2 separate regions of the Columba livia genome follow, and region 2 is linked to region 1. A link is a contact called in public Hi-C data. All regions are on one chromosome and are shown on one strand. The core of a region is the stretch at or near the end of the contact, and the rest is flanking DNA. Distances in the headings are between cores, read along the strand shown. Region 1 holds the start of MEGF10 (multiple EGF like domains 10). Region 2 overlaps MEGF10 (multiple EGF like domains 10).

Region 1 (6,612 bases), core at 3,602-6,101:
ACAACTGTGCTAGGCCTGATCATATTTTGGAGTGGTAAGAAGAAATCACTTTCAGGCTTCTGTCACCAGCCTCTCTGCACTATTCTGAACAGTAGTACACAGGCAGAAAAGCTTTATCCTGTCCTGAGAGTGATGTGAACTGCTCTGATCTTCTTTCACAAAGTCAATGGCAGAGAGATGGTAAGAAGATAGGAAGGGAACAGCTTGTGGGAAGCATCCCGTGGAGAGCAACCCATGGGGATGGGGCTGCTGCAAGGCAGAAGTGTCCGTGAATGGTGTTGCTTCTGAATGGACTGTAATAGCTCTTCTGGCAGGCATTACGATTTCCACGGAGTGGAAAGTTACATAATGAAATTGTATTTTAAAAAATAAAAAGCATTGCCCCTAGGCTGCTCTAGTTGTTTTTTTGTTTGTTTGAACAGAGTGTACGACCATTGATAAGAATGAAGACGCTGTTACAGCTGCTCTTTTTATCAGTGTGTGAAAATGTCAGGTTCACTGAGAAGCACACAAGGTAATTTATTTCATCCTGAGATTTCAGAGCATAAGACTAACTAATTCTGAGCTCCAGGGGAAAATTTACATTTGGAGCAGTTTAAAGGTGTCTTTTGGTATTGTCAACCAGGGAACAACAACTTAAAACATCTACGGCCCGTTTTCAGATCTGTCAGTTAGCCAACATGAGCCTTGGTTTACCAACATATATAAGAAATGTAAGTATCTCAGCACTTACTGAATTAATGTTTACAAGAAGCTGTGAGTTTTTAGATAAATTGTGTTATAAAAGATTAAAGAGTAATTTTGGAAAACTATATTTAAGCTATTTCTGTTTGTCCTTTCATGGGCAGTAGAATAAACAATCCTGGATTTTCCTATTGCATTACCTCAAATAACCCAAGCATGGCAACACTATTATTTTTCTAAAGAGGATTGTTGCAATGTAAAGGTAATTTTTATACACAGTGTAAGTTAATATTATTTCAGTTTATTTTAATTGGATGATCTTACACAGTTTGTGTCTGCTGTGCGTATTTCATTGTGCCGGGAATGTTAAGTAGTTGTCTGCTGGCCAGACCAGGTATTCTTTTCCACCCAATAGTGTCCTTAGGTGTTATTCAAGGTCACTATTATAAAGTGAAGAAAGATTGTTTTAAAGGTAACTCTTACTCAGCAGAAAACTTAAAAATTCTAATACTGAATGTCTTTCTTGTTTACCTATGTCTTCAAATCATAGATCATTCCATTCTCATACTTGTTTTCATAATTTTTTTCACTTACAGATTTATTTGAAAACCTGTCATATGTCCATGAATCCACATAAAAAGAAATGGAGAGTCAGTGATTTTTTAATTGTCATGTTTTCCTGTGATATCACATCATTATCACACAAAATAGCAGAATTACCACCAGTGCCCATGCCTAGCACTAGGCCTCAAATATTTTTGTTATAAAATTATAAGGAATGCTTAAAAATATTGCCTGTATTGAAATGCGGGATGGATGTTTTTGAAGAACCTGACAGTTAAAAAAACAATCTTGCATGATCTCTTTCATATTATTTTGCTAATTTTTTTTCCTTCTCCATTCTGTTTATTATTTTGGATTCTTCTTCTTACTATCTTTGTGTTCTTTCCCCGCTTGCTTACTTTCTTTTCTTAGTTTTGTTCTCCATTCCCCTGTCTCTACTCCCCAGCACCTTTTAATCTGAAGCCCAGGGTCAGCCTGCAATCACTGCTTCATTCCACCTCTGCCTTCTGAAGGCCAAAGCGCAAATAGGAAGAGTCAGCCTGATTTCAGTGTTCTTTCTCTTTTGTTTTTTTTCCTTCTACCTTTCCTCTTCCCTGCAAGCATAGTTTGAAAGCAAACAGCACTCCCCTTATCACTGGAAAACAGCCTATGCATGAGGCACTTGGGGAACGCAGCAGCATTACTCTGTGCTCCTGTCCTTTCAAAGTTAAGAGAATGATGAAACCATCTGAAACTGATAATTACACCACTTCTCTCCTTCATTCCTTATTTTCTGAGGAATAATATCAACCTGAAATCCTGACGGTGTGAAACTGTAGACATGGTCTGGACTGTAAGTGCAATTTTTGTATTAAAATACTGTTGTGCTTTTGTGTGTCACCTGAATGAGTCATCGTTATTTTCTGATCAAATAATTTGGCTGGAAAAGTGGCAAATAGGAGTGGAAAATATTGGATAAGTATATCTGTACATAACAGTCTGTGCTTTTAATAAACATGCATATTTTATATAGCTCTTTTTCTCAGTAGATAGTGTTTAATACCTTTCCTCTTCTGGACTTACACTCTTCCTTTTGAAGCTTTACTTCTACCCAATGTCACTTAACGTGTGTTCATAACCTCTTGTGGGTGTACTTGAAGGCCTTGAGATGCTGATACGGTCGAAGACAATCTCTTCCTGTGATTTCTCCTCAGTGTCTAGAATTCAGATATTCCACACAATAATTTAAAAGCTTTCCTTGCTCAAAGAGAAACCAGATAAAAGACATCATAATACAATTAGTTTTTCTTAGGGAGTCAGAGAGTGAGACAGGCTCCTACTTATTGTAAAGTGTTACTTATGTAGGGAAATAATTGTGTAGGCAACTTAGGTAGCTTTCATCTCATGGCACTCATTGCGATCTAAAAGTTAAGATATCTAATCTAAGTCATGGTTAGGCAGGAGTAACAGACAAACATCTTTAGAGGCCACTTCATCCTGACATCACAGATGTCTTACCACAGTTAAGCTTAACTTGATGCTTAACTTTTAGTATAGTGTCTGATCATCTACAAATGCAACCCACCCACCCCCGAAAAAAAAAAGAAAAAAAAAGAAGGAATTTCTTGTTAAAGGTCATCCATTTAATTGGTAGAACATCTTTTATTTGCATAATTTGTTGCTAAGGTTGTTAATTTTCTACCTCCTATGTGTATTTCCATGACAAGTGTACTACATTGGAAGTTATATTCAAACGAGCACTTAGGACCACACTCTTGTAATGTAGTTCCTTATTCTTCCACAATTTCCCTTAAAGAAAATGAGACAATTCACAGAAGAATGTGGTTCTTGGTGCAAAAGAGGATGAAATACAAAAATATATTTTCTTAGTATTTCACATTTATATGCACACCTTATGGATGAACAAATGATTAAAAGAAACAGAGGAAGTTCTTGAAGTTGTAAAAGATATCAAAAAGGAATAATACACAATTGGCATAACTTAATCTGCTGTGTTAATTGGGGATCTGAGACTGAATATATCTTTCTGTCATCAAAACCAGAGGAACCGTGATGTGCAACTAAATTACAGAGTTACTGCTTTAGAAAAACTGTAGTGTTTTAAAACACTAAGAAGTCCTAAGGCACACACATTGAGAAGGGGCATACAAATATATTCTCCCATGAAGGATAAGGAAGTTAACCAAATTTATGCAACAAGCATACAATCGATACTGGTGATCTTCAGTTGGCTAGATTAACCTCTTGTGCAGACAATTACCATTTCATACTGGATTGTCTTAAAAAATCTGTCTGTGACTAGTATAGTTAACCTGAATCAGATCAGGTTTTTTTGTTGTTGTTGTTTAATTTATGTTTTTATTTTTTGTATTTGCGATTTCTTAGTGCTTTTTATCCATTCATGCTTAAGATCTGAGCAAAACTGCCATTAGTTCTAACAGGGTTAGATACAGCGGTCAATAATATACGTGACAAGAAAACTTGGGTTCTCGCACTTCCCCCCCGCCCCGTGCTAAATGGCAGATCGTGTATGCAGACAGCTGTTGCAGTGCCGTACTGTGAACTCCACGGAGTGTCGCGGCCCCGCCGCCCTGAGCGTCAGCAGGTGTCTCTGCTGCCCCGCGCGTCCGCGCTGCGCAGCCCCCGCCCGCCCGAACTGGGCGCTGCTTGCGCACCCCACCGTGCACTACCGCCCGCAGTAAAACCTGCTCCCTTTTCTGTGAAGAAAAAAAAAGATGCTTTAACGGCACAACAGCCTAGTACGCGAAGCGCAAAGCGCAAAATTCCATCTATAAACGAAGCACTACTTAACAGTTACGCAAGGCAGATTTCACGGTGCAGAATCTCCTTTGGTTGATTAGCTACTGTCTTCATTATTTTCATATTTAAAACATACTTTTTTTTTTTTTTTTTTAAATCGTGCAAAGTCTGTGTTAAACGCAGTGGGGAAGGATGGGATGACAGTTGTCAGTCTCTTTTGGCCTCTCTTTTGTTTAAAGACCCAAGTGAGTAGTGGTTGCTTAGTTTCACAAAACACTTTCCTTCCTGTGCTTCATACTGCAACTTCAGTCACGAAACAGGCTCACAGGTCTGAGTTACCTGAAATATTTTGGGAATAACAAGTATCTCCAACTAAATATGCAAAAATACATAGAAGTGGAAAACTAATGATGCTCTTCTTTATCAAGCTTTACGGGAGGGGAGTACATGACGTCTGTTTTCCTGTGGGTTTGGGTCTCCTGACGGAGCCGGGGACCAGCGCTCCTGAGACCTAAGGAGTTTCGACGATTATATTCCTCGGTTACCTACTGGGTGGATGTCCATCCTTCACGGGGCTGAACAAAATTACCTCTGTAGCTTTCGCTTTGCCTGCAAGTGACTGGAGGGAGGCTATTTTGGGGGGTGGGAAGATGGGGGAAACAGGGGGAAGGCAATATTCCCGACGGCGACCTCCCCAAGGGAAACACCAGTCCTAAAAACCTCTAAGTGGTTAAGTGCCTTGTCTGTCTCTCTGCCCGTCGTGGCTACGCGCCGCTAATCAGACTCCAATGCCCACCCCGGCAGCAGGGCCGGAGGCCGGGGCGGGGGGCGGGGGCGGGCCGGGCCGGGCGGAGGAGGGGCTGCGTCCCACCGGCCCCCCGGCACACACCGCCCCTCGCTCGGCGCAGCGGCGGCGGCACCCGGCGGCTCTTGGCGTCCCGGCGTCCGGGAAGGGTGCCAGCGGGACAGGTAGGCAGGGACCCGTCCCATCCCATCCCATCCCGTCCCGCCCCGCCCCGCAGGTGCGGCGCCGGGAAGCCGGGCGCTGGTGCGGCGGAGCAGCGCGGCGGCATTCCCGGTCGGGTGGCGGCATCCCGGGTCAGGCGGCCACCCGGGGAGGGCAAGGCGCTACTGCCCCCGGAGCGGAGATTGCCCTGGGCAAAGGTGTCCTGGGGGCACCGGTGGGGCGCCGACCCCGTTGGTCGGTCGCGCCGCTTTTGCAGCGCAGCCAGGCACCCGTGGCATATGCCACTACGCGTTGTCGCTGGTGGGTGACCGGGCTGGTGGGGCGGCTCTGGGACTCCGGGCAGGCTCCTCTCGCTCTCCCCAACTCGCATCGCCTTCGTCTCTCCCCGCCAGCGGTCCGAAGCCGGGACGAGTCAGTTCAGGCTCTCCGTAGAGCAGAAAATTTGAGCGAAAGGTTGTGTTTTGTTTTTATTTTTTTTTTTAAGGTTACCGTTCGTTTCAACGGAAAGCTTTCAGCAGTCCTAAACAGAGACTTGGACGAGGGTACATACTGAGATAGAGGGATGTTTGTGTATATATGTAAATAAGCATGACCTGCACGTGAAAATTCACATCTGTTTAATAACCTGACTTTGTTCCAGAATATGTCTTTCAGCAGAAGCTGCCTAGAGAAATTCTTAGTTGTGTGGTATCCTGTACAGATTTTCTATTTTGTGTTTTAGCCAAGAAGTAGGCTTGATCTGGAACTGTAGGCACAAATCAATTAGGAAAAATAAACAGCTGCTTTTCTTAGAATGAGGTGGGAATGCAGGGCTTTTTTGGTAATCTTACGTGTAACTTAAATATTGCTGCCAGTCTTTGAGTAATTAAATGTAGTCAAAGCAGACATATTTCCTGGAATCATATACAGCTCTGCAGATTTTCTCAAGTACCAACTTTTGATTATGAAGTGAGTTTAAAACCACAGTTTGTAACATGCTATTGGTACTGAAGATGTTTCATGGCATGCTTTCTCAGATTTGTAACTGAGCTTTGGCAGCAGCAGTTGGGACATCAGATTAACATAAAGACTCTGTTTAGAAAAAAGTGTTTTTATTCAGCAACTTTGAAGAACAGAAACCCCACCAAATCTGGAGAGTGTCACTTATTTCCCAGCAGATAAGCTACAGACCTATGCTGAAAAGTCTGAGATGCTTTGAGCAGCATGTCTGCTGTGAGACTGAAACTGAAAGCTGGCTTCAGGCTTCAGTTTCCTTGTCAACACCCCTAAATGGCAGTTGTGCCCAATAACACAATATTGGGTGGAAAGCATACACAATTAGGTATGTGCATTCCTCTTGAAGTGCAGAGGGGTGTGCAACTGTCTGAGCTGGAGACAGAATTTAGGAAAATAACAGCCTCGGTGGCCAAATTATCTGTATCAGTTGCTACTCAATGGCCTTGTAAACAAAATGTTATTAAGAATTTATTTTCTGTCTCAAGTCAGAAAAGCCAGCAGGGTGGGTGTGCTCTGGATTTTTAGTAAGCTTGACAAACAATGTAATATAGGCCCCAGTTTCTACTTGTTTGCTCATATAACTCATGCACCTGCACGGCATCAAAACATGGGACCTCATCTAGTGAAAGTTATTTGATTTT
Region 2 (5,923 bases), core at 209-2,708, 84 kb after region 1:
TCCCTAAAGAATTATTTACTTCATTCATGCAATTACAAATGCTGGGGGAACGCTGATTTAGATGTGAGGCCCCCAGCATAAAGCACTGGGCATTAAATGCATGAGCATTTCTTCAGAGCAGCTTAGCTGAAGTTTATCATGACCATTCAGTGATTGCCTAGCAACTTGTGAAGCCCATCAAAGAGCCCTTTGTCCATAGCTCTGGCAAAAACATTTCCTTGCAGATATCCTTATCAGTATCAAAATCAACATGAAAACTTATCAAAAGCAATTTTATTGCATAAGAGATTAATTGGAGCAATCGTAAGAAGAACACTGTTGATACCATTGTTGTAAAAGCTGAGTCTAATCTTGCTTTGTAAGTTCTAGTAAAAAAATGTTTTTTTCCTCACTGATTTCTAGCTTTTCTGTAAAAGCATGGCTTTCTTTGCTGAAAGTTCATATAAAGGATCAGAGTCTGGAAAACTAGTTCTCTTTTTTTTAATACATTAAATATTTCTAACATATTCTTTCTCAAAAATAGACATATTTGATTCTTACAGGTAAAGATGTGAAACTCAGTTACTTATTTTAAGCACCTTGTGAACTTATCTAAACAGTGGGTGAATGAAATTTAAAACTATTTTTTTAAGTAAAGACACAATAAATCACTAAATGAATTAGTGTTTATCCTTTGCTACGTTCATTCTTGACATTCACACACGGGAGTGAAATTAATTTTGCTTATGATCAATAGTGAATATAATAAAATTCCTTTTATAGTGCAACAGGAGTCATATTAGGCACTCTTTCAGTATTTTATACTGCCATAATTATTACTCAGTGATATTTGGGATACACTCTTTGTTAAATAGGGGGATATAATGCTTTACCTGACCACCTCCTCATAAGGCCTGAAAGTGGGAAACGAAAGGTAATTTTTTCAGTTTCCCCAATGGATAATTTTCTCTGATATGTACTGGAGGAACTCTTTCCTTTTTCATTTCTTAATGGTAGTTGTGGGCTCTCTCAAGTATCGTGGCTCTGTGTAGCATAGGGCCCTTTGTCTTTTCTATCCCAGTGTGCCCAGTATCACCCTTTGACACCATGCTGTCATAAAGCATCCTCTGTGCACAGATCAAGACGATATAATTGAGCCTAGTGTTGTTGCATGTCACTGGTCTACATAATCTCAGATAATGCACTATGGTAACTCTTGGCAACGGCTGACTTGTTAATAGTGACTGTTGTACACTGAACACCACGGAAACCCATCAAAATTCCGTGAAAAATGTCTTTTCTCTAGCAGAGTTCACTGAGTGAAGCTCTGTGTGATATCACAGATAACAGTCAGGCAAACAGAATGCCAAACTCAATCCTGAAATCCTCTGTGTGTGTCTGCTTGTGCTTTCACAGATTTAAAAACTTGAATTCTCAAATTTGAGAATGTAAAGCAGAGCAATCTTATGCATCTGAAATAAGTGGTCTTGTTTCTAAAAAAAAAAGCCATGATCTCATCCTGCTTATGTGCATCTCTCAGAATCAAACCAGTCTCTTTTATCTATTTATCTACAAATAGAAAGTAAGTGAAAAAGGTGACCCCAGCTACTGAGAAGCAAGTCTACACTGTCTCTCAAATGTAGATGAAGATAGGAGAATGATATTGCCTATGCAGGAAAAGATGAAAAAGTAATCATACAAGAAGTCTTTAATTTTCTGACGACAAGTTTGGTTTAGATCAGTATTAACCAATGATCATTGTACATTTAGGGCTTTTAGGTGGCCTGGGTACTGTCTTGCTGCTGGTTAGCATCTGATTCTAAAAAGCAAGTGTTTTTTCTCTTGCTGGTGTTAGCTTGTGCAATCTGTTGAACCACGTATTTGATTATTCAATCTGTTGATTGTCTTGCAGAGAAACAAACAATTTGAGAGTCTGGAGTTTCACCTTTCCTCTAAATAGAGAGTTAGTTTTTGGATATAGGCAGCTTTACAAGGTACATGCTGTAGGTGTTGAAGAATCACCTCTGCATCTGGTCTGTCAGTGAACAGTGTAATTATTTTTTAGTAATGTTCTGAACAGTAGGTTTTGCTCTTCAAAATTCAAAGATTTTTTTCTTGTCACATGTGAAACTGTTCTACTTTTTTAGGACTTTGGCAGCCAGTGAGCCTGTGGCATATTTTGCTGGAAATACTTACAAAGCAAGACATGCTTGTGGCTGCATTCAGTCCACTTTTCCCTTAGCGAAGAGCTTCATTCAGTAGAGGCACTACAATAATACTTAATTGTTAATGCAAAGTACTGTAGACACAATATGGTCTGAGTTCCACAGTGGTGCCTGCTGGCATTTAACATGCAGCGTGCTTTTTAAAAGCAGATAGTAGAAAAAACAAACAGGAAAGTTATACTGAATGTTGCTGCATTGCAAAGAGAAAAACTATCCCATGACTTGATTATTATAATTAGTGATTTCTATTATGGTTTAAGTATAGGGGTTCAGGTTGTGGCTGTTTTGTAATAAATTTTGTGACAAAAATGGTTAGACAAAGCACTGACTGACCAGCATCCTTAACACTGTTGCAGCTAAGCATTTTGGAATGTTCACATGGTGTGTTTGGAAACCCTTTGTGTGCACTACATTTTTCCATTTGGTAGAGGCTTACCAGTAATCAGCTCACCACTAATTAGAAATCATTCTGTGTCCTGCACCCCATTATTACAGAAAATTATGTCAGACCTTAAGAATTTTTACTTTCAGAAGGAAAAGTTTCTGCAATACCTTTTGTCTTGCATTTCCCTAACATAAAATTTGAAAATAAACTTTTGCTGGTTTGAAACAGCCATTATGGAGGAAGCAAAAGCCATCATTTTGCTGCATTTGAATTGCTTTCCTCTTTAATATCTCCTTATTGATACCAGTGGTGAAAGTGAGAGGAATTAAAAAGCTTTTTAAATTTTTATGTGTATAAAGGTGTTGGAAAATTATGGAACTCTTTATATTGAAGAAGGGTTGATGTTTATCTTCGTAGATCTTAAAGTATTAGTGAGCAGGAAACCTGAAGGCATCATCCCATGGAGCACTTATGTTCCATGTGAATCTGCAGAAATGCAGAATCAGCCCTTATTTACAGCTCATCAAAACTAGAATATGAAAGAAATTTACTGTTCTAGGGGAAGGCAGGAGCAGAGATGCATGTTTACCTTGTTCTGTTTTCCTAATGTTAGTGCTACTTTCAAAACAGGTTTTATGATCTGCATTTTAAAAATGAGACCTCTGAGAACCAGAAGTTCAAACTAACTATGCATAAGAGGTTTTTACAAAGGCTGACAGTTTTGTTCATTTATGGTTGCAGGTATTCACTGTGACAGTGTGTGTGCAGAGGGACAGTGGGGTCCAAATTGCTCATTGTCTTGTTACTGTAAGAATGGAGCATCCTGCTCTCCAGATGATGGAATCTGTGAGTGTGCACCAGGATACAGAGGCACTACTTGTCAGAGAAGTAAGGACAAAATAAATACTTCAAAATTTCTCTTTCTCCCTCCTCTACTTGGAATACATATTATACAATACCATAATGCTTTATTAATTGCAGTATGAAGTACTGTGAAACACTCCTTGATTGTATATTGGGTCAAAATGCATGAGTATACTGAAACAAGTGTTATCTAAAATTAACAAATGTTTCTGATTAATAGTGCATTTTTTGTTATGGTAAAACTTTTCTTCACTGTCTGTACTGTGATGTTGTCATGCACATGACTTTCAAATAAACAAATTTAGCAGGGCATTCCATTCTCAAGGCAAGCATTTCCAAATGTGGTTGATGGATGTGAATTTTGTAATGATTACTAGAAGGCAGAGGGAGAACCAGAGGAAGATGAAGTCCTAACACTCCAGGAATGGCAAGATTTCGGGCTGAAGAATGCGATTGCCTGTGACACTATTAAATCCCACATTATTGTGGCATTAGTATTCCCATATAATTTCTAACTAGCTGCAGTAATTATTCTCACTATCTAATCTCTGAAGGCCTTGCAGTTAATCAGTTAATCCAAAGGCAGACTAAGTGTAATGCTACATGTAAAAGTGTTGCCTGTGTTTTGGAACTATGCCTGTGAACTGGACAAGAGGCTTCCAGTCCAGTGGCTCTCAGAGCCCCCCTCTGATGCGTGGCCTGAAGGCTGGGAAGACAAAGGTCATACAAACAATTTGGATCCCAGTCAGAAAGTGCCTTTTCAGTAAGCAGGAAGACCTTTTTGCGCTGTTTCACTTGGAAAAGTTAATCTCTCTAGAGAGATCTGCCCACATAACTTGTATCAAGTGTATAATTAAAAGACTGAATTTTGAATGAAATTAAAATATTGAAAAGATTCCAAGTTAGTTTTCATCAGTACTAATTGCTGCTGTGCAGCAGGTATTTCTCTCGATGCATTACCTAATATTCTAATCTATCAGGAAATAAATGCCAAATGGGATTAGAGCAACAAAGAAGGAGATTTAATTCAACAGCCTTTTTCCCACCCCAGCCTTTAGCATAAGAAGTGGACAACTCTGTATTTCTTGTCTCAGGTTCTCTTAAAGTTAGGTGATGTGTAGCTGTCTGTACCATGTAATGAGTATGGTGAGTACTTAAATGAAAGGATGACTGGAAAACATTCGTATGTTTTTCTCAGTGAATTAATGTCTGTTTGTCTTCCAAGTTAGAAACATTTAAGAAGTCAAGGTCTAAGATGACCCTAGACATGTACAGATAAAGCTATCCATTCTATTTTTTTAACTTACTTGTCTTCAGAAATGCTTTAGAAGAAGTTCATATTGTAGAGGATGTAAAATGTGTAGCCAAATATGTATAATATATAAAGTACATGTACATTTCAAACCGAAGTCTAGCGTGCCCTGACAAGTAATAGAATGTCAACTAAGTCATTACGAACTAGAATATAGTAAACCCTTGATAAAGATAAGCAAATCTCCTTCCATGAGTGTAAAGCATTGACCTGTATGAAGAATAACAACCACCAGTGCAACTCTTGTGTTATTTAGAAAGCAGAACTAATTCAAAGTCAGGAATAAGTGTGCTGAAGAGTAGATCATGGCTGTATAGAAAGGGCAGGAAGCAATGACATTTTGTTCTTTCTGATTCCAGTTTGTTCCCCTGGGTTTTATGGACACCGTTGCAGCCAGACATGTCCCCAGTGTGTACACAGCAGTGGTCCCTGCCACCATATTACTGGCTTATGTGACTGCTTACCTGGATTTACAGGAGCTCTCTGTAATGAAGGTACAAGTTGTAATAAAGATTCTATGGGCTGCAGAGACCAGGCACTGTAATAATTTTTATTCTGTCACTTGGAAACTATAAAACCAAAAATAGTTTCTGTTGCAATATGTGTGGTTTATAAATTAGGAATCTTAAGCAGATTTAAACTGTTTGAATGTTTGATCCTTAAGTATGAAACCCACTGTATTCTTATTTGTACTATTTGTATAATGAGTATGCACAATGGGCTTACCAGAATTTATAATGTGTCACTTTAAGGTTATACTAAGCAATACATTTCTTGATCCTAATATCGCTTGCTTTCTCTTGAAATAAAGAAAATACAATCTTGTTCTGTTTACTAACGAGTTCTAATTCTGACAACTTGTTCTCAGTATGTCCCAGTGGCAGATTTGGCAAGAACTGCATTGGAATATGCACCTGCACCAATAATGGAACATGTAATCCTATTGATAGGTCCTGTCAGTGTTACCCTGGCTGGATTGGTAGTGACTGCTCTCAGCGTAAGTATCAGCTATTTAAATAATCTACTTTTTGGTAAAGAAGCACAGTTTAGGTCAGAAATTAGGAGTTTATGGTATATAATGAAAAGATCCTAAACTTTTTTTTGTTTCATCAGCACTACCAGAAATGCATTTGCCCTATGGTTTTTCTAGTAAGTGGG

The links. Hi-C and Micro-C count contacts between places; a contact is called where the count stands out from the background.
Region 2: a Hi-C map of liver shows a contact between it and region 1, with 1.9 times the contacts expected there. The contact joins the enhancer-like site here to the promoter of MEGF10 in region 1. A contact is called at or near these places in 2 of 2 Hi-C or Micro-C datasets (crop and liver).

The regions. Positions count from the first base shown.
Region 1 is chrZ:46,433,146-46,439,757 of bColLiv1.pat.W.v2, forward strand. It overlaps MEGF10 (multiple EGF like domains 10), which reads left to right and starts at 4,852. Exons shown (of 25, transcript XM_065045696.1): 1 at 4,852-4,977.
Region 2 is chrZ:46,520,088-46,526,010 of bColLiv1.pat.W.v2, forward strand. MEGF10 (multiple EGF like domains 10) reads left to right here. Exons shown (of 25, transcript XM_065045696.1): 14 at 3,331-3,477; 15 at 5,125-5,259; 16 at 5,634-5,762. Among named protein-coding and RNA genes, the nearest start is that of PRRC1, 28 kb to the right of the region's middle. Within about 2 kb of position 1,459, at least 1 of the 3 cell types and tissues checked has an H3K27ac peak away from gene starts, as active enhancers do.